6 separate regions of the Mus musculus genome follow, and regions 2, 3, 4, 5 and 6 are each linked to region 1. A link is a contact called in public HiChIP or PLAC-seq and promoter capture Hi-C data. All regions are on one chromosome and are shown on one strand. The core of a region is the stretch at or near the end of the contact, and the rest is flanking DNA. Distances in the headings are between cores, read along the strand shown. Region 1 holds the start of Neto2 (neuropilin (NRP) and tolloid (TLL)-like 2). Region 2 holds the start of N4bp1 (NEDD4 binding protein 1). Region 3 overlaps N4bp1 (NEDD4 binding protein 1). Region 4 has its middle 38 kb from the start of Gm39215. Region 5 holds the start of Siah1a (siah E3 ubiquitin protein ligase 1A). Region 6 overlaps Lonp2 (lon peptidase 2, peroxisomal).

Region 1 (2,945 bases), core at 267-2,766:
GAGACTATCCATACGTTCTGTGACTCTAGAGAACCCTGACTAATACACCTATGAAGACCTTGACATGTGTCAGGAGGATTAAGAGACAGACATCCTAAAACCAATGGAGAGATGAGTGCATCTCCACATTCAAAGTCCACATTCTCTTTAATCTTTAGTTTCTGATGACACTTGTCCCAAATTCCCTGCTCACACTTGCATCTTACCTGACACTTGACAATCATGACTACACCCCTCCTCTTCACTTGCCATCCAAACATTTTCCATCTTCTTTCTCCCCTTTTTCATGGAGCGTTCTCTGATGACATCATACAGGCTGTTTTTTGTTTTTTGGGTTTTTTTTCTTTTCCTCCATCAACAACTATGCATTGTTGATCCAGAAACTCAAAGGGCTTCCCAGTTTCTTTATCCACTCTTGCCCAGGACTTAAACTGAATTATTAACTGCTGTCCCCATTTATCATTATTTTATTTGTGGAAAAGGTTCTAAAATGCCTTATTCACTGGTTCCTGGGTGCAATTTTAATTTAACTGCAGGTGATCACCTTATAAGCCCCAAATCACACATCTTTCATAACCACTGAAGCACACAGCAAAGGGCTAAACAACTTTATGCTAATAGGTGTTAATTGGTTTTATTTATAAACTTGTTAATTGCTTATACTTCTGTGACTTTCTTAGAGCGATCCAAGAAAAGAAAGAATGTGACACCCTTGGAATATTTTGTTCAGTTGCTGGACGTTCTAATTAGCCATAATTTGCTAGATAAACATTTATATATCAGATCAATTACGGTAGGGACTTAATATTGGTAGGCCCCCCAATACCAGTCATTGTTATATGCACATAACTCAAACCAATAAATGACTGTAGCCCGCCTGCATTCAAGTCATTTCTATTTCAGTAGGATGAAGCAGCTCTGCCAGCAAGACAATTTCAATGCACAAGAGCTGGAGGAAGACGAGATCATGCACAAACTATCCAAGGCACATATAATTCCTTTCCGGTGGCGCTCAGCGGTCCGTCTGTACGGCTGTGGTTAGGGGTGGCCTTGGGGAGACCCAGTCTGCATTCAGTCGCGCCTGTCTCTGCAGCTAGAACAAAGTTTCACTTTTCTGGCTGGCGTGGAGCTTTCAGCCCACTGTGGCGAGGACTGGGAGTGAGGATTCCTCAAGCAGCGCTGTGCCTGGCAACTGTTGGAGAAGGTTCAGTAGGTGCAACAACCCTTACTGCTGGCCGGGGGAACTCACCCGGGCACCTCCAGGGCCCCCGCGGGGGTCTCCCTTCCACCGAGATCAGCAAGGCTGAGCAGACGTTTTCAAGCACCTGAGCTTGAGGTCCTCCGAGAGGGGATGGAAAAATCGGACCTGGGGAGCTCAAGGCTTCGAGAAGACACCGGCAGGGAGGGGTGGGCCGCGCGCGAGGCCCGGGAAGCGAGTGGCGGGCGGGGCACGCGGGAGGGCGGGGCTGCGCGTGCGCAGTGGCCCCGCGGCCGGCACGCGGCGCTGCGCTCGCTGCTTAAATGAGCCGGGGCTCCCGGCGCGCGCCACTTCAAGGGAGCCCGCCGCGGGAGCGTCCGCCGCTGGCTTTCCTCAGCCCGCCGAGAGGCGGCGGCCGTCGGGGACCCGGCACGGCGGGCCGAGGCGCTGCGCCCGCTGCTAGGAAGCGGCGGCGGCCGGCGATGGGGACGGAGCGAAGCTACCCCGCCGGGCCGTGACCACCGCGCCGCCGCCTCGGGCGCTCTCGGAGCGCCGACGCTGAGGAACATGGCCCTGGAGCAGCTCTGCGCGGTCCTCAAAGGTAAGCGCGGGTGCGGGCAGCGCCCCCTTGCGGGCCAGGCCGCGCTCCGCTCCGCTCCGCCGCCGCCTTCGCGCCCTTTGTCTGGGCCAGGCCGCCCGCCGCCGCTGCGAGCTCGCTCCGGGGGACGCCGGCGACTCCGCGCCTTGCAAAGTGTGCGAAGCGAAGGCCGGTGGCCCCAGGTTGCCACCGCAGAAAGTGGTAGCACACAAACCACGAAAGCCCCAACTCCGACGCGCCGCAGCGGTTTCGGAGAAGCCCCCAATGTCCGCGCCTCCCGCGGGTCCCACCTGCTGCGGCCGGGAGGCTGCGGCACCACTGCGGGCTCGGGGCTGCGCGGCGGCCCTGCATGCCCCCCGCGCCCCGCGCCCCGCGCTGCCTTCCCGGGATCGCCGAGTCCCGCTGCCTCATGAGTCCTGTGCGGAGGATGCACGGGTCGGCAGCGGCCGGCGAGCTGACAGCATCGAGCTCCTAAAGCCACTGAGAGGCTGCCTCTCCGCGGAGGTGCTGTTTCAGATAAATATTTCTAGATGGTTTACATTGAGAGGCAAAGTTTATTCCAGAACTCGTCCTGGATTGATCCTTTCATAAATCTCAAGAAAAAGCACCGCCTTTCAGCAAATGACTTCCTTTTCCCCAAATGATTTAATTGCAAATGAATAATATCTGAATGGGTTTTTTTTTTTAAATCCTCTTATATTAAGAGAGAAAGTATGACAGTGTTAAAATACTGGCGCTTACATTTTTAGCACTGAATCCTGATATTTGCACAATTACACATTTTGGTGTTTTCCTGGTACGTGTTAACACCTTATTTTCAAATTTGTTTTGTTAGAAAGTTCAGTGGAACTTTTTGTTGTTCTTGAACTAACAACGTTTTAGACAAACTTCATAATTGGACAAATATTCATAAATTACTAATTGACGTTACAGCCATTTAATTTAAATATTTACCTACCTAACTATATGCATATCAATACTTTTATGTTCAGACTGTGCCAAGATAACCACTAACCTTCTAGCCAGTGAATATTTATTTCAGTTAATCCATAAATTCTTAATAATTTTATTATATAAAAACAAATAAAAAATTCTGTAGCTGCTTTAACTCCTGATTATGTAGTTATTTCCTTGGAAATTAACATTTTG
Region 2 (2,945 bases), core at 185-2,684, 1.2 Mb before region 1:
GTAGGGGGATAAAGTGTGGGAGAAAGAAGAACCCATAAAGTAGCAAAAACCAGCTACAGAAACCAATACTTTATCTTTCACAATTTGTTTTTAAGGATTCAAGAAAACTTATGTCAGGCTGGAGAGATAGTTTGGTGGTTTATAAAGCATTGACTGCTCTTCCAGAGGTCCTGAGTTCAACTCCCAGCAACCACACGGTGGCTCACAACCATCTGTAGTGGGATTCAATGCCCTCTTCTGGTGTGTCCAAAGACAGCTACAGTGTACTCATATACATAAAGTGAATAAATAATTAAAAAGAAGAAGAAAGCTTACATCTGGGAAGCATTGGAATCAAGTGATGCCTTTGACTTAACAGAAACACAGGCCAGAAGAAGGGTTTGGTTTATTTGCCCTAGTCCCACAGTATGATCCCTATTATTTTTGCCCCTCACATAACACACATAACTCTACTGAAATTGCCTTTCCCCTTTCCTGTATGCCAGAGGTACAGTAAAGAAACTGCTCACTTGGCCACGCCATTAGAAGAAGGTATTTGGTTTTTTGTTTGATTGACTCTGGTCTCAACTATCTAAGTGCTACCACAATTTTAGGCTTATGACACCATGCCCAACTTTTTAAAAAATAGATTTATTTTAGAGTTATGCATATACTTGTGTGGAATGTATGGGCATAAGTGTGTGATGGTAAGCACCTCTCTCTCTAAGCAGAGGCCAGAGGGGCCTTTGGGTGATCTCCTCTACAATGTCATCTACTCCTTTAAGATTGAGTTTCTCCCTGGATCTGTGGCTCCCCTTTTGCCTTTTGTTAGCTAAGCTGCAAGCCAGCAAGCCCTCAGGTCTCAGCTGGAGCTGGGGTTGAAGATCTGTTCTCTTTCCTGGAGTGATGATAGCCAAATCAAACTCCCAGTCCTTATGATACCCAATAAGCACTCCACCGAAACAGCTCTTGTTTGGTTTTTGAGACAAGGTTTCACTTTATAGCTCAAACTGGTTTGGAATTATGTAGCTCAGGCTTGCCTTCAGCAAATGACTATCTGCCTACCTCATTCTCCCACCCCAGTGGGATGACAGTAATTGACACTAGACCAGCAATTTGGCCTTTTAATTCTTTACTGGTTGTCCCATTTTCTTTTCCTGTTACGATTTTTCTTTTTTTTCTGAAGTAAGTAAAAAGGGGAAAGGAAGGAAGTAAAAAGAAGGAAAAGAATCACCATTTGCCTATCAATGTAAAATCCTTCTACTAGATGCCCAAAGGCATCAGGCCCTTATCAAATATGGCCGCCCAGGCCTCGCCTGCCGACGCTTGCCCACGGTCAACATGGTGACAGCGTGTGGCGTCGACTTCCGTTGCCCTCAGCCTACCAACGCACCCTTCGCGACGGGGCGGCGAGTTTCCACAACGGCGGCGGGCTGAGCGCATGCGTGGCGGCTGTGGCGGCGGCGGCGGCGGCCGTGGCGGGGCAGCGGGGCAGCGGGGCAGCGGGGTGGCGGGGAGTCTCTGCCCGCAGTTGCTAAGCTGCGGCGGCCGTGTCGTGATGGTGTAGCGGGGCCTGCGGGCGGGCGAGGAGGCCGGCACGGCCCACGCCTCCTGAGCGGCTCGGTGCAGCGGCGGCACGCTGAGGGGGCGTCGCCGCCGCTGGCCCCCGGCGCCCCGGGAGGCCGCGCCCGCCATGGCGGCCCGGGTGGTGCTGGATGAGTTCACGGCGCCCGCGGAGAAGGCGGCGCTGCTGGAGCGGAGCCGCGGGCGCATCGAGGCTCTGTTCGGGGTGGGCTTGGCCGTGCTCGGCGCCCTCGGGGCGGAGGAGCCGCTGCCCGCGCGTATCTGGCTGCAACTCCGCGGCGCGCAGGAGGCGGTGCACAGCGCCAAGGTGAGTCCGGCCTGGCTCGCACGGGCCGCGCGCGGGGCGCTCGGAGCGGGTCCGTCCTGGGAGCCTCGGGGTCCCTGTTTGTAAAGGGCGCTGCGAAAGCATCTCCCTGACTGGTCCCTCGCGAAGTGCGCAGAACGCAGAGCCATCAGGCCCCGGAGCACGCGCGCTGAGCGGGCTCGCGCTCCCTCCGTCCGCTGGTCCCTTGGATGTGCGCAAGGCTCGATGCTCCTGGTTGGTCTTCACCCTCCAGGCCGCCACTCCAGGGCTTCTAAACCCTTTGGGAATCTTAGGCCTGAACCTCTAGGAAATCAGGAAGGGAACGCATGTAATGACCAGACGCTTCAGAGGTAGAATATTTGGTAGCTGCGTTAAAAATATTATTCCTGTAGTGTTGGTGTTCTACGATTAAATGATGGTTGTTACACTTCTGACATTCCGCCGAGTACCACAAAAGGAATACGCAGGCTTTAAAAATCCGGCGAATACGTTTTGATAGGGCTTGTTCCTTCTATTAAATGAACAACTGGAGAAACTGAAACTAAGCGGTGACTCACCTTGTGTATAATCAGTATTTCAGATTCAGCACCGCCATCAGCCCCTCCCCCTTGTCAGAAAACAGCAAAATTTGACCGCGGAGGCGCTTATGCCTCTAAAATCTCATTGAGTCAGTGAAATAGCCAGGTTAGTCGACAGGTTGCCAGGAGAACGGGCAATTTAATTGCTTCTATGCAAGAGAGTCCTCCAAGCCGTGGGTGGGAGAAGGCTGAAGGTGTATTGTATAGCATCTTAAGCTCCCGGGGAGGAGTAGGAAGTTGAGGAATAAGGTATTGTTTCCTCTTTGGTGTTTCGAGGGTCAGATCTGGGAACTTAGGAGAATGCCCCTCTCTGCCCCTCTTGGTTTGAAGTCACCAATGTCTTAAAGCCCCCTGTTTGGAGCTTCCTGAACATCTTCTACCCACCTTTTCCCAAACTCTTCCACCTATCAGGCACCAGAATTTGTTTCTAGAAACCACATGGGCGATGTTTTGTTTTTGTTTTTTTAAAGATTTATTTATTTATGTATGTGAGTACACTG
Region 3 (2,945 bases), core at 174-2,673, 1.1 Mb before region 1:
ACATGCCCTTCTTCCCTACAGCCTGCCTCCTCAAAGGCCCAGCCCTGAGTTCTCTTTGTGTTCAGAGCAGAAGCAGCTCTATGCTATTCTGTGGCCCCATGGCAATTTGGTGTCTTGCTTCTGGCTCTTACCACTCTGGCCGGTGTAGCTGCAGCCAACTGTGTACTGTGTTGCCTCCCTCTAGACTGTGAGCTCCTCGTGGGCAGGGACCATATGGTCACTCTGTATCTCTTGTGGCACCTAAAAGTGCCTTGCACTTGGTAGGTGCTCAATAAATGTCTGTTCAAGTGAGAGCTGGAGGGTGGTGCTTTCTTGACTGCGGCTTTGGCAAGAGGTCCCTGGAGGATCTATGGTGATCGTGTTCAGAGACGGGACCCACCTTTGTTCAATTTGGGGGTGGGTCCAATTGCCTGGCTCGATCTGTCCCCCTTTGGAGGTGGGGGTGGGAGGAATTCAGCACATACCATCCTGGACAGAGTTGCCTAGCCCTGGAATCCTGACCAGATGGAACCATCCCGAGCAGTCAGTTGGCCCAAGCCTCTCCTGACAGCCTTCCTTGGGATTTTCCCCATTGCTAGTTGGAGCCGAGGGGTGATCCATAGCAGCCTTTGGCACCGTTTTCTACCATGGGGAAGATGCATGGTCAAGAGACTCCTGGCCCTGAGGTTCTGAGCTCCCCTTGTCAAGGAAGCGCTTTCTCACATGTCACCAGGCCCAGGATTCTCTGTTGCTGAAGCAGTTTCATGTTGGAATTAATCCCTTGAGATCACGTGTGTGCTCCTAGTGAAGCGCCTCACTGTCCTTAGCAAAGCATGGCAGGCTCAGCTGATGTAAGACATCCAGCGTAATGTCCAGGGAGGGCCCGAAGATGTGTGCGAGCAGCACAACAGGAGTGCGCCAACATGCAGCTCTGTGTGTCCTGCTTGAGTGAGCCCCGCCCCCACCAACTTCCCTAGTGCCCCTCCCCTCCTCTATCTTAGGAGGCTTCCTCCACTGCCCTATGTGCTGTGGGAGGAGGCCTGGAGCACATTATGTCATTGGGTTGGGGGTTGGGTTGGGTTGGGTTGGGTGGGGTGGGGTTGGGTTGAGTTCCCAAACACACGATCCTCCCACCTCTGTGTCAGCCTCCTAAGTACAGGGATTACAGGTGAGTGCCGCCATGCCCAGCAGGTTTTGGTTGGTTGGTTGGTTGGTTGGTTTTTAGACCCTCTCGGTCTATAGTCCAGGCTAGCCTTGAACTTATGGTAGTCCTCCTGCCTCAGCCTCCCAAGTGCTGGGGTTACAGGTGAGGGCTACCATGCTTCGCCGGTCTTCTAAAAACAGTTCAGGTTTCTATTCTCTAGACACCTGGTGCTGCCAAGGCCGGGGGTGACTTCTTGGGAAAGCTAAGCCAGAGTCCTACAGCCAGTGCCAGAGACGTGGCCCAGGGGCTGGAATTGACACTCCTGCTTCCTGTTTGGTGGGTTTTGCTGCAAATCACAGAACTCTACACCGTAGCCAGCAGCTTCTAGGATTTTGCTTGCCATCTCTCTCCAGGTTTACAGCTAGCCCTGCTTATCCACACAGTCTGGATTCAGACCCAGCAAAGGGAATCAGGCCTGCACTGGTCGGCCACCTGTCTGACTCCTGGATCAGTCTCAAGTTGCAGTAACTAAACAGGCTGCACGAAGAAGGGTCCTCCTGAGTGGCCTACAGGGCTATAGCAGCAGGTCACTTTACCTGTTCTCTGAGTCCCTTCTACCCAAAACAAACCACAGAGACAGTGCTGGAGGGAAGGAACGAGGCAGTTAGAATGGCCCTGTTGTGAATATGTGGACCCTGGTCTGACACACCTAGTGCTGTGTGACCTTGAGAAAGTTCCTCAGCCTCTCAAGTCTCTGGAAGGAAGGCTTGATGACATGGATACTGCCCCCACAGATCCCAGCATGCCCTCAGAGCTGAACATTGCCCTACTGGAGTGTTGCTGCAAGCTATCGCAGCTGTGCATACCTGAAATCCTGGCACTTGGGCAGCTGGGACAAGGGAGCTGCCGCAAGTTTGAGGCCAGACTGGAATATAAAGTGAGATTCTGTCAGAAGAGGTGGGAAGGAGACAGCACTGCAGTCAGGACTGGGTGTCAAGCTTGAAGCTGGCTCTCAGCACCTGCTGTGGCTGGCTGCCATTGACTCATCCTGATCCCTGTCCCCACCACTGTGTCCTCACATTCTGGAAGAAATGACTAGTCACATCTAGGGCAATTTCTGAAGAAAGAAACAAGGGAAGGGTACAGTTGGGTCTGTTCACTAAACTCATTCATTACCTTACCTAGCCATCGACCACAGTGTGTATTGATCCTGCTGGCTCTGGATGTCCACAACCACCAGCAATCTGATAAGCAGGGCGGTTTGAATAGGTTTGGCCTTCGTAGACTCATGTATTTGAATGCTTGGTCCATAGGGAGTGGCACTATTAGGAGGTGTGATTTTCTGCGGAAAGTATGTCACCGTAGGTGTGGGCTTTGAGGTCTGTGCTCAGGCTCCACCCCATGTAGAATCTAGTCTCCTGGCTGCCTTCAAACCAAGATGTAGAACTCTCAGCTCCTCCTCCAGCACCATGTCTGCCTGCATGCCACCATGCTTCCTGCAATGATGATAGTGAACCAAACCTCTGAAACTGTAAGCCAGCCCCAATTCAATGTTGTCCTTTATAAGAGTTGCCATGGTCATGGTGTCTCCTCACAGCAATGGAACCCTAACTAAGACAAAGGTGCTGGAGAAGGAGTTGAGAGTTCTTTATCTTGATCAGAAAGCATCCAGAAGGTTCAAAGAGCTCAGAAGCTCCAAAGCTGGAAAGATAGGGGAAAAGACCTGGCTATGGCCTGCTTTTCTTCTTCAGGTAGAGGCCTATGGAAAGTCAGTGATCTCCAAGCTCTGCTCTTTGGCAAGCCCTTGCTGGTCCTCTGTTCT
Region 4 (2,945 bases), core at 132-2,631, 1.1 Mb before region 1:
GCTGTTCTTCCCTCGACTCTGTGGTTATTCTGAGCCACCTCGAGCTCCTCAAAGCAATGGTATGTTCTCTAGAGAAATGCCACCATGCCCAGTGACAGCAAAACTAGTGTCTGACTGCAAACCTAGTGTCTTAGGGGAAAGAAACCTGTTCCCCTAACACTCAAGTTAGTTTTTTTTTTCCTGACTCACCTTTTGCTCGTGTTGAGATTAAACACGGCTCTCACCTTAAATAGAACAAAAGGTCATTTATTCTGAGCTGAAAATGAATAACTATGGCCAGGGGACCTAGATTCAGGTTGCCTCAAAAAGCAAGTTAATGTGGCTATGGTTATGTGAGTTTTTACCAGTCACTAAAAGGAAAGTGGTAAATCAGTGCCTTAATGACAACCAAATACACTGCTGAGTGCCACAGGCAGACATGACATAGCAGAGTAGCTCAGCTGTGGCCTCAGATGCTATCTGATGACATTCTTACCTTTGGAGTTGGTGGAAGCTAGTGACCTATAGGTTAGTGCAGTTCAAAGGTTTTGAAAACTGATAGTAGAAAGGATATTAGATCAAACATGGAGGTCAGCAAGGAATCGCTAGGAGCAAGGTAAGAGATAACTTGGTTCCAGATCTACAACATTCCACCCTTCCAGCCAGGAAAGCTCTAATCAGTCAGTCAACCTACAGAATCTTCAACACAGATGTGGGGTTTTTTGTTTTGCTTTTCTGGACATATTATTCGTCAAGCACACCATGTAGGGCAACTCTGGGTACTCAGTTCTTTCTCAGGGTTGCCTATGATTGCTTCGGGGGTGGGGGTGGGGTTATCAGATGATTGTTATCAAGGACACAGTGGCCCAGCTGTCCTCAAAGCTTGTTGCTGAGAATCCTCCTCCATGTATTATAGACAGACCTCTCATAGGAAGGAACGTGGGAGTGCCCAGCAGTACCCCTCTGCTCCCCATCCTACGAAGCTTCTGGATTGTCTCTAACTTGAGGCTTAAATGGGGTGCAGGGGTCAAAGATATCTTCTCTCATAGTCCTCTAATTCAGGGCCTCTGTGTCCCCCGCCCCCCGTGTTAAGCAATAGAGCAACCCTTAATGCTTGCACAAGAGCATAGGCCTTGAAGTGCAAAAGCCAAGAAAAGAACTCTCATACACACACACACACACACACACACACACACACACACACACACACACTTTCATTGCTTCCCCAGAGGCATCGGGAATTCTGGGCTCAGCTGCCTGAATGAGGTCAAAAGCACCTCAGTTGGGTCTGGATATTTTCCTGATGATGAAACGAAGCCAAAAAAACAAACTCAACTCCCTCTAACAAAAACAAACATACAACTCAAACCACAGACTGTGGCAGCCCTGGCCCCGCAGCCCACGCGACTGCGCACTGGCATCTCTCCACATGGCCTGGCTGCCCCACGACTGGGAAGGGGTCCAGTAGGACAGGAGTGGGCTTTCGGGTCAGTCTCTATCGCTCTCATTCTCTTCCTCTCAAACACTTTATGTTCCAAGAGTTGTGTTTCCTGGCTTCCGTGCTGAGGAATGATGGGAGATGACCATCAGGAAAAGCGATCTTACTTGTAATTAGAGCCAGAAATGAGCTAGTTCTTCAGGTTCACTTTTAACAGTAAAACAAAGCAAAACAAACAAACCCACTTTCTGCAGTCATTGACAGCCATTGCATCTAATAGTCAGCCACCACCCACAAACCCTCCAACACCAGAAACAGGAGCTGCGTTCTGAGCTGTACGCCTGTGGAGGAGGGGCCGGGCTCTGCTTTTTATGCCTCTTAAATGACCCTGGGAAGGAGATTTCTGTTTGCCATGCCTCAGCTTTCCCATCTGCAAAGCTGGGAGAAGAAGGTTGGCTTGGATGGACCACAGCAGTAATAGAGAGAAAGAACCAGGTCCTGCGCGCAGTCATCCCCATAAATGTTGCCTTGGATAATTAGGTAGCCGAATGAATTTCAGGTATGAAGCCAGACGGGTGCTTAGTGTGTTTGAGGCTAGCCTGGGCTATAGAGTCCAAAAATGAAAAAAATGACTTGTTAGGTGGCTGAATTATTATTTCTCAGCTGCCCTTTTGAATTTCTGAGGAATCAGGCACTAAGGAAATCAATATTTTATTGCTAAAACAACAGCTAAGAATGGTGACGCACATTTAATCATAGCCCTTGGGAAGCAGAGGGAAGCAGATATTTTTGTCAGTTTAAAGCCAGCATGGGCTACACTGTGAGACCCTGTCTCAAAAACAACTCAAAAACAAACATAAGAAAACAAAACAAAACAAAAAACGAACAAACAAATCAATAAATAACAAGGCTGGATAGATGGCTCAGTAGTTAAGAGCACTTATTGCTCTTGCAAAGACCCAGGTTTGGTTTCTGGCCCTCACGGACTCTCACAACTGTCTGTAATTGCAATTCCAGGGTATCTGACACCCCACCCCACCCCGCGCCCCAGCTTCCACAGGCACCAAGCACGTACATGGCATGGATTCATATATGTCGGGTAATACTCATACACATAAAATAAAAATAAAATTTTAAAACAAAAAACCTACAGAAACCAAACAAGGATGGTTGGGGAGAAAAGGAGGTCTGGGGACTAGAAGGGAGCTCTGGGGATTTTAGGCTGTAGGAAGGAAGCAAGATGACATCACTTAGCCTATAAATAACAGCACTGCCTTCAAGTTCTCCCATCCTGCCAAACAATAAGCCTCTTCCCCTCTGCCTCTGCCTCCAGTGAAGGATGCCGGAGGCTCATCCTAAGTCTCCGCCCACCCAGAAGAGCCGCAGGGAAGTAAGTAGAGTCATGTCTACCAACAGAGGGCCCAGGAGACGGTGCTGAGGCCCAGCCAAGTCAGAGGGAATCTTTAAGAGTCCTATGACTTTCCTTGGCCAACCAGAGAAAGACCTCGTATGTTTGGCTTCCAGAGGC
Region 5 (2,945 bases), core at 204-2,703, 1.0 Mb before region 1:
GACTAGTTGATGATTAATATCCTCAGGACTAGTTGATGATTTAGTATTCTCAGGACTAGTTGATAATTATCATTTGTCCAACGAATATGAGAGTGAATGTATGACTTCCTACTTGGTAAGTTTCATGACAAAGCAGAGTTTATGATGGGTTATCTTAGACTCCCTATGTAAATCAAGTATTTTAAATGAACAAGAACACCACTAATATCGACAATCTTCATGAACCTACATAATGCAAGCTCCTTATCTGGCTGTTGAGCTTTGGGGACCAACAGATTTGTAGTATATGGTGCTTTTAACTTAATTAATTTACATTCTCAACTGTTTGGTTGTGCTAATGGTCTCAGAGGAAGGGCTACAGTGAGATACTAGATCGAGAATAGAAATATCAACACAAGCACAGATTACAAATACATTGAGGAAAGCTGAACATTCATTGAGAACAAATTTGAGTTCTGGAAGAGGGCGGAGTTTGTGCTGATGGAAGGCTGAGAGGAGACTTTTCTTCCTTTCTTGAAACCCCATAGAAAAAGTACTTTTCTCACAGCATTGCATTTCTACAGTTCTTCCCTGAAAATCTGCTCAGGATTTGTAAACGCCTTACATTCGGTTAACCTAGTCAGACAGAGGCATCCATGGAAAGACTAACGGGGACTCTGCGAGATGGCTCAGCAGAGGCCCTGCCACCAAGGCTGGCCACTTGCGCTCCACCCCCAGCACTCGCAACTCGTCCTCTGACCTCCACACAATCCCACACCCCAGAATCAAATCTAAAGGTTTCTACCCCTTCACTCGCAACTGGGGACTGAGTCTCAGCCCAGGCAACCACTCCTCACGAAAGCACCCGTAACCCTTGAGATGAGGTCTTCATTTATTTTGGATAAAAGGTCTCCCCGGGAAGTCCCAGAAAACTCTGTATAAACCAGACTGGCCCCAAACTTGTGAAGATCCTGCTTCTGCTTGCCTAGTGCACGGCTCCGTTTTTTAACCTAAAGCAGCAGGGTGGACAGTCCCCAACATCAGCTTCCCAGATGAGTGGGAAAGTGGACTTAAAGGCGTGCTTCTTACTGGCCAGCTTTCAACGAGCCTACCGGGAGGCGCGGCCCTCTTCTCCTCCAGGAGTGGGGTCGTGGAGGCCGCTACAGACCGCGGACCCGGAGAGAGGACGGCGCGAACCCAGTCAATCCCACAGTAACGGCCCGAGACAGCGCAGCCGCCTCGTGGGGATGCTCGGGACGCTGCTCCGGTAACCGAAGCGTCTCGACGCCAACCGCCACCGAGTGCGGGCAGCAGCCGCCAGCCGCTTCTGCGCGTGCGTGGCCGTGGGAAGCCCCGCCCAGCCGGGTTCGGTGCGCGCTCCCGCTCATGGCGGCCGCCGCAGTGTGTGGTACTTAGCGGGCGCGCGCGGCGAGCTCGAGAGCGCGCGGGGCGGCGGCGGCGGCGGCAGGGAAGCCGGGCTGCCGGGCGGGCGCGCTCTCGAGGGCGGCGGCCCAGGGTGTCCCGTCGGTCTCGGTGCCGGGAGAGGTGGAGGCGCGGCCCGCGGTGGCGGCGGTGACGGTGGCGGTGGCGGTGGCGGCGGCGGCAGCTGGCGACCGGGCGCGTTAGACGGGGCCGGGGTCCGCGGCGCGCTCTCCGCCCACAGGTAAGCGGGCGGCCTGGAGGGAGGAGCTGGCCGCGGCCCGGGGAGGGCCGGCGGGTCCCCTCGCGGAGCCGCGGCGCCTTTGTCTCGGCCTCTCCGGGCGGGCCCAGCCGACAGCGGCGGCTCCGGGAGGCGGAGGGCGGGCGGGCGCGCCGAGACTACGGCCCGCGCCCTCGCTCAGTCTTTGTTGTGTGGCCCGGTGTACGGCCAACATGGCGGAGGTCAGCCGCGCGCTTCGCGGGCCGCGGTCGGGCCTTGCCTCGGCGGCTCCGGGAGGGCGGCCTCCCCCGGACCCGCGCCTTTATTGTGCGGGGAAGAACGCAGCCTCCTCCCTTGTTTATGTCGCCACGAGCGAGCGCGCGGACGCCCGCCTGGGCAGCTCCAGCCTTTAAGCCTAAGCCTTGCTCCGCCCAGCTTCCTTTGCGGGATAGTTCGGGGTCCCTCCAAGCTCCCAGATGCAACTTAGTGTGTACGCCCTGGGCCGCTGCGGACCGTCTGTTCCTGGAAAGATACAGAATTTGTTTGCCCTGGCATAAGAGTTACATTTGTGCATTCGGTAAATGAGGCCATGTAGCTGATTTGTCAAAGTCATGGAAGCCCTGAACGTGGATGTAGGACAGGGATCTTACTGCTCTTTCTAGCGTTGAGCATTTACCATTTCTTGCTAGGCTATTGTCCAGGGTGAAATGTTAACTTGTAAAAGCGCTTGGAGCATGGGCTCCGAACTCTGCCCTCCTGCTTTGATTCCAATCCTGCCCCACGGGTTTGTGACCTTGGGCACGATTTTGGTGCTTCATTTTGCTAATCTGCAAAATGGGTCTGATGGAGAGTATTTGTCTCAAGCCTATTGAGAACCGATGAGATGGGAAATAGTTGATGTGCAGAGAGCTCTTAGTAAGTGCTAAGCTATTACAGTAAATGATTACTGCTAAAGGTCCTTGCCTCATAAAATTCGCTTAAGTTATTTTGGCATGGATGCGTTGGAAGTACATAGCCCAAAATGTTTGAAATCGGGTTATATAAAACCGGGTTAGTATTTGGGTTTTACTGTTTTAAGAAATGAAAGGGTTTAGAGGACAGAATGCTATGCTTTGTGAGATGATGGAATTTGGGGATTTGAGCGATAAGGGATGTGAATGCGTGGTGGAATTTGGAAAGTCACTGAAGTTTCCTTTAAGCAGGTTTAGTTTATGGATCAGTTCACTTTCAAGGACTTCAATTACCTAACTTGGAAAAGTAGGACAGTGACTCCCTTTAATTAGTGTTGTTACCTGTGGTGTCACCGTCTCCTTCAGAAGCTGCTGAA
Region 6 (2,945 bases), core at 160-2,659, 1.0 Mb before region 1:
TTCAAGGATAAGGTATTAAAAGAAAGCTTCTGCCTGGATTGTTATCTTGGATCACTTGCCCTACACAGCCTGGGGAAAACCCCAAGGTGCAGACGACTTGGGCCTCCTGTGCATCACGCAGCAGGTCCTCCTCTTCAGTGACCCAGGACTGAGGCCTGCATGCAGGTAGACCCTGAGCCACAAGAACGATGCCTACAGGCTCAGTACCTTCAACACTTACTCTAGCCTAATTGGCTAGACTGTATGCTGCTTTTAAGATGATACACACACACACACACACTCACACCACATATATATGTGATATGTGTATGTATGTTTAGTCATTTTTTTAACCAATTCTAAACTAAAATCTAAAATGTTCCCCTTTTTTCAGCCTTAGCAAGTATTTTTTAAAAATTCTATTATTTTTTTTCATGGTCCTTGCATGGTTGAATGAAAATATTGGAGTACAATAATTTTAGTGGTTTTCAATAGGAATTGAACTAAGTCTTACATGAAAGACTAATAACAAGCAAGTCCTCTGCTACCGAGCCATATTTCTAGATCTTTTTTACTTTGAGGCAAGGTCTCACCAGGTTGCCCACGCTGCTTCAATCTTCCTGAGTTGCTCGGATTTTGCAAGTGCCTGGCCCCTTTAGTGAGTCTATAACCTACTCTCATCCGTGTAAGGACTTTAGCAGGGAAAAGAATATTTGTTGCTGCTGCTGCTGCTGCTGCTGCACATCCTCCTCTTCCTTTTCTTGTTATGGCTCTGTCGTCAACATTTTGTCCTGTCAGACAAGTCCTGGCACAGTCACAGAGCCCTAAGTCCGGGTGCTCCCACAGCATTTGCATGCAGGTCAGGATACCCACTGGAGCCCAGGAACCTGCAGATCCAGGCAGGACTTTTGAACTTGTTTTGCTATAAATCTTGCCAATTATGGTACTCTTAAGATTCCTACAAGGTGCTAGGATGTCTCAAAGGAACTTGAAAAAGCATGGAATGAGCTTGAAAGCCAACGGTACACGCAGCACACCTCACTGCTAAGAAGAGAGAAGAGACTGCAGGCATTCTGATGAACGGCTGATTTTTCTATAACCACACTGATATTTCTTTTCCCTTAAATATTTTTAGATCATAGGGAAACTTGGGAGATGGTCAGGCGTTCTTTACTTGACCAAAAGTTTAAAATATAAGTTAGTTACAGGTATTAAAATTTTAATATTTAAAATTTTTAGCCAAAGTTTTTACAGAAAGCTACTATTCATGTAAATTTAAAATTACTAATTTAAATAAATATTACAAGTACATGATCTGTTTTCTATACTTACTGGAAGAACAAGCCCTCTCAGCGTAATTTCCCCAGTCATGGCTACATCTGAGCGCACAAGCCGCCCACTGAAAAGTGAGGCGAGACAAGTTACTATGGTAACACCAGCAGATGGTCCATCTTTTGTGACAGCTCCAGCTGGGAAGTGCAGATGGATGTCTGTGTTGTCAAGAAGATCAAAACTTCCAAAAGCTTTAAAAAGGGGGAAAAAGAAAGGATTTAATGTAGAAAAATTAAGCCCAGTTTTTTTTTTCTCTGAATAAAATCAAACACAAAAATGAATGCTTTGTATAAATGAATGCTTAAAGATATTAATGGATAGTGTACTTTGAGTGAGGTCTGGACGGTAAGACTCCTTCTCTCTTAAGTGTGATTTAAAGGTTTGTTTCTGTATCTAGTTCAGGGACTCAGCCAGATAGTCTAACGCGATCACTTGAGTCTCTATGGATTCAGAAGCCAAACCCGGGACTTTAGTGAATGGTGTCATCCTTGTCTCAGAGTTAGTTAGATACTCCCTGGATTACGGTCCAGGGCCCTCCTTCCCAGCTGTGTCCCACTGCAGTTAGGCCATGTACCATTAGTCAGGTGGTATTTCTTTGCATTGCTTCGAAGCCAGCTAATGGCGAGATGGGCAGACTCCTTCATGACGTCCCCAAGCTGGCCGGTCAGTGTTAGTTGGCCTTCACCGTCCATTCTACTTGCTTCCACAAACATGATTTTGCCACCCAAGGGAGTCCATGCTAACCCTATTGCCACTCCAGGTTGACTCAAACGCTCAGATACCTTGAAAGATGAAAATATTAGTTATGACAACATGCAGAAATTATTTCCAGAGCACTTTAATCACACTGTCTTGTAAGACTGCAAACTTAAGCACTAACTTCTGACAGCTTATTACCTGACATTATTTTGAGTCACATGTCTCACTATCTGGATGTTCTTATTTAGCATTCACCAGATGTATATAGCTCTACACATGGGTGAGGAACTGACTTCCAAGAGTAGTTGGGTCTAGGTACATATGCCTTGATTTTCAGGGTATCTTCAATGGACTGTGTATCTCTACATATCCAAAGCCTGGCTGGCTTTTTAGTATGTGAGCTTCAGGGAGCAACAATCTTCTCACTAACACTTATCTGACAAGTTATAGCTCTCACAGGCTTTCTGTCGCCACTCCTTGGTGATATCCTAGACTCAGGGCAGTGCTACCTGGATGCCAGTTTAAGAGGAACAAGCTGCTTAGCTGGGGCTATGTGTCTAGTTGATAAACTACTGGTTAATACACCCTAGGTATGAAGATACAGATTAGCATCTGGAAGACAGCAATGCTAACTTTGACTGCACCCCCATATCTCCAGAGAATAAGCACAGTGTGCCACCAAGGACAATCCAATGTGCAACTTCTCTGCTGTCAGGTGCCTGGCTTCACTATGGAATAGCAAAGACTGGCCGCTTCCTGGGAGCGAGCTGGGTGCTCTAGCAGCTGTGTGCAGTGGAAACCATGACATCAGTGAAGCCACTGGGTAGGTGGCCAACTTTAAGAGTTCATTTTGACCTTTAATTTCACAGGTAGATGGCAGTTTAGCTAGCTTTCAGCATCAGCCCAGCTCACCCCACACACTTCCCTCTAGCACT

Evidence for each region. Promoter capture Hi-C pulls out the DNA fragments that hold promoters and counts their contacts. HiChIP or PLAC-seq counts read pairs in DNA pulled down with a chosen protein or histone mark.
Region 2: a promoter capture Hi-C map of pre-B cells shows a contact between it and region 1. The contact joins the promoter of N4bp1 here to the promoter of Neto2 in region 1. A contact is called at or near these places in 14 of 39 promoter capture datasets (the 3T3-L1 cell line, the C10 cell line, the HPC-7 cell line and 10 more), 5 of 484 Hi-C or Micro-C datasets (CD8 T cells, double positive thymocytes, embryonic stem cells and 2 more), 13 of 115 datasets of contacts at active chromatin or transcription factors (acute myeloid leukemia, embryonic forebrain, embryonic stem cells and 4 more) and 4 of 9 other capture datasets (adipose tissue, embryonic stem cells, liver and 1 more).
Region 3: a contact with region 1 is called in a promoter capture Hi-C map of embryonic stem cells, with 5 times the contacts expected there. The contact joins the enhancer-like site here to the promoter of Neto2 in region 1. A contact is called at or near these places in 7 of 39 promoter capture datasets (embryonic stem cells, hippocampal neurons, liver and 2 more), 5 of 115 datasets of contacts at active chromatin or transcription factors (astrocytes, embryonic forebrain, embryonic limb bud and 1 more) and 1 of 9 other capture datasets (embryonic stem cells).
Region 4: a promoter capture Hi-C map of liver shows a contact between it and region 1, with 4 times the contacts expected there. The contact joins the enhancer-like site here to the promoter of Neto2 in region 1. A contact is called at or near these places in 7 of 39 promoter capture datasets (the 3T3-L1 cell line, the HPC-7 cell line, embryonic stem cells and 4 more) and 2 of 115 datasets of contacts at active chromatin or transcription factors (astrocytes and embryonic limb bud).
Region 5: a promoter capture Hi-C map of embryonic stem cells shows a contact between it and region 1, with 4 times the contacts expected there. The contact joins the promoter of Siah1a here to the promoter of Neto2 in region 1. A contact is called at or near these places in 16 of 39 promoter capture datasets (the 3T3-L1 cell line, 3T3-L1-derived adipocytes, the C10 cell line and 11 more), 3 of 484 Hi-C or Micro-C datasets (embryonic stem cells and regulatory T cells), 8 of 115 datasets of contacts at active chromatin or transcription factors (astrocytes, embryonic forebrain, embryonic stem cells and 4 more) and 3 of 9 other capture datasets (adipose tissue, liver and macrophages).
Region 6: an H3K27ac HiChIP or PLAC-seq map of oligodendrocyte precursor cells shows a contact between it and region 1, with 12 times the contacts expected there. The contact joins the enhancer-like site here to the promoter of Neto2 in region 1. A contact is called at or near these places in 17 of 39 promoter capture datasets (the 3T3-L1 cell line, 3T3-L1-derived adipocytes, the C10 cell line and 9 more), 5 of 115 datasets of contacts at active chromatin or transcription factors (embryonic forebrain, embryonic limb bud, oligodendrocyte precursor cells and 1 more) and 2 of 9 other capture datasets (embryonic stem cells and liver).

Annotation. Positions count from the first base shown.
Region 1 is chr8:85,699,495-85,702,439 of GRCm38.p6, reverse strand. It overlaps Neto2 (neuropilin (NRP) and tolloid (TLL)-like 2), which reads left to right and starts at 1,516. Exons shown (of 9, transcript NM_001357288.1): 1 at 1,516-1,799. The coding sequence starts at 1,766. It overlaps Mir8109 (microRNA 8109), which reads right to left and starts at 1,535; the gene lies at 1,419-1,535.
Region 2 is chr8:86,883,747-86,886,691 of GRCm38.p6, reverse strand. N4bp1 (NEDD4 binding protein 1) reads left to right here and starts at 1,434. Exons shown (of 7, transcript NM_030563.2): 1 at 1,434-1,870. The coding sequence starts at 1,673.
Region 3 is chr8:86,838,484-86,841,428 of GRCm38.p6, reverse strand. It overlaps N4bp1 (NEDD4 binding protein 1), which reads left to right. Exons shown (of 7, transcript NM_030563.2): 7 at 1-290. Among named protein-coding and RNA genes, the nearest start is that of Gm33877, 12 kb to the left of the region's middle. Within about 2 kb of position 1,423, at least 20 of the 459 cell types and tissues checked have an H3K27ac peak or open chromatin away from gene starts, as enhancers often do. A contact at or near this core is called in embryonic stem cells, where this site is marked.
Region 4 is chr8:86,786,502-86,789,446 of GRCm38.p6, reverse strand. No RefSeq gene overlaps it. Among named protein-coding and RNA genes, the nearest start is that of Gm39215, 38 kb to the left of the region's middle. Within about 2 kb of position 1,381, at least 61 of the 459 cell types and tissues checked have an H3K27ac peak or open chromatin away from gene starts, as enhancers often do. A contact at or near this core is called in liver, where this site is marked.
Region 5 is chr8:86,744,514-86,747,458 of GRCm38.p6, reverse strand. It overlaps Siah1a (siah E3 ubiquitin protein ligase 1A), which reads left to right and starts at 1,453. Exons shown (of 2, transcript NM_009172.2): 1 at 1,453-1,642. It overlaps Gm10638 (predicted gene 10638), which reads right to left and starts at 1,760. Exons shown (of 1, transcript NR_027829.1): 1 at 399-1,760.
Region 6 is chr8:86,712,460-86,715,404 of GRCm38.p6, reverse strand. Lonp2 (lon peptidase 2, peroxisomal) reads right to left here. Exons shown (of 15, transcript NM_025827.3): 13 at 1,886-2,093; 14 at 1,312-1,502. Among named protein-coding and RNA genes, the nearest start is that of Gm10638, 32 kb to the left of the region's middle. Within about 2 kb of position 1,409, at least 41 of the 459 cell types and tissues checked have an H3K27ac peak or open chromatin away from gene starts, as enhancers often do. A contact at or near this core is called in oligodendrocyte precursor cells and stem cell-derived neural progenitor cells, where this site is marked.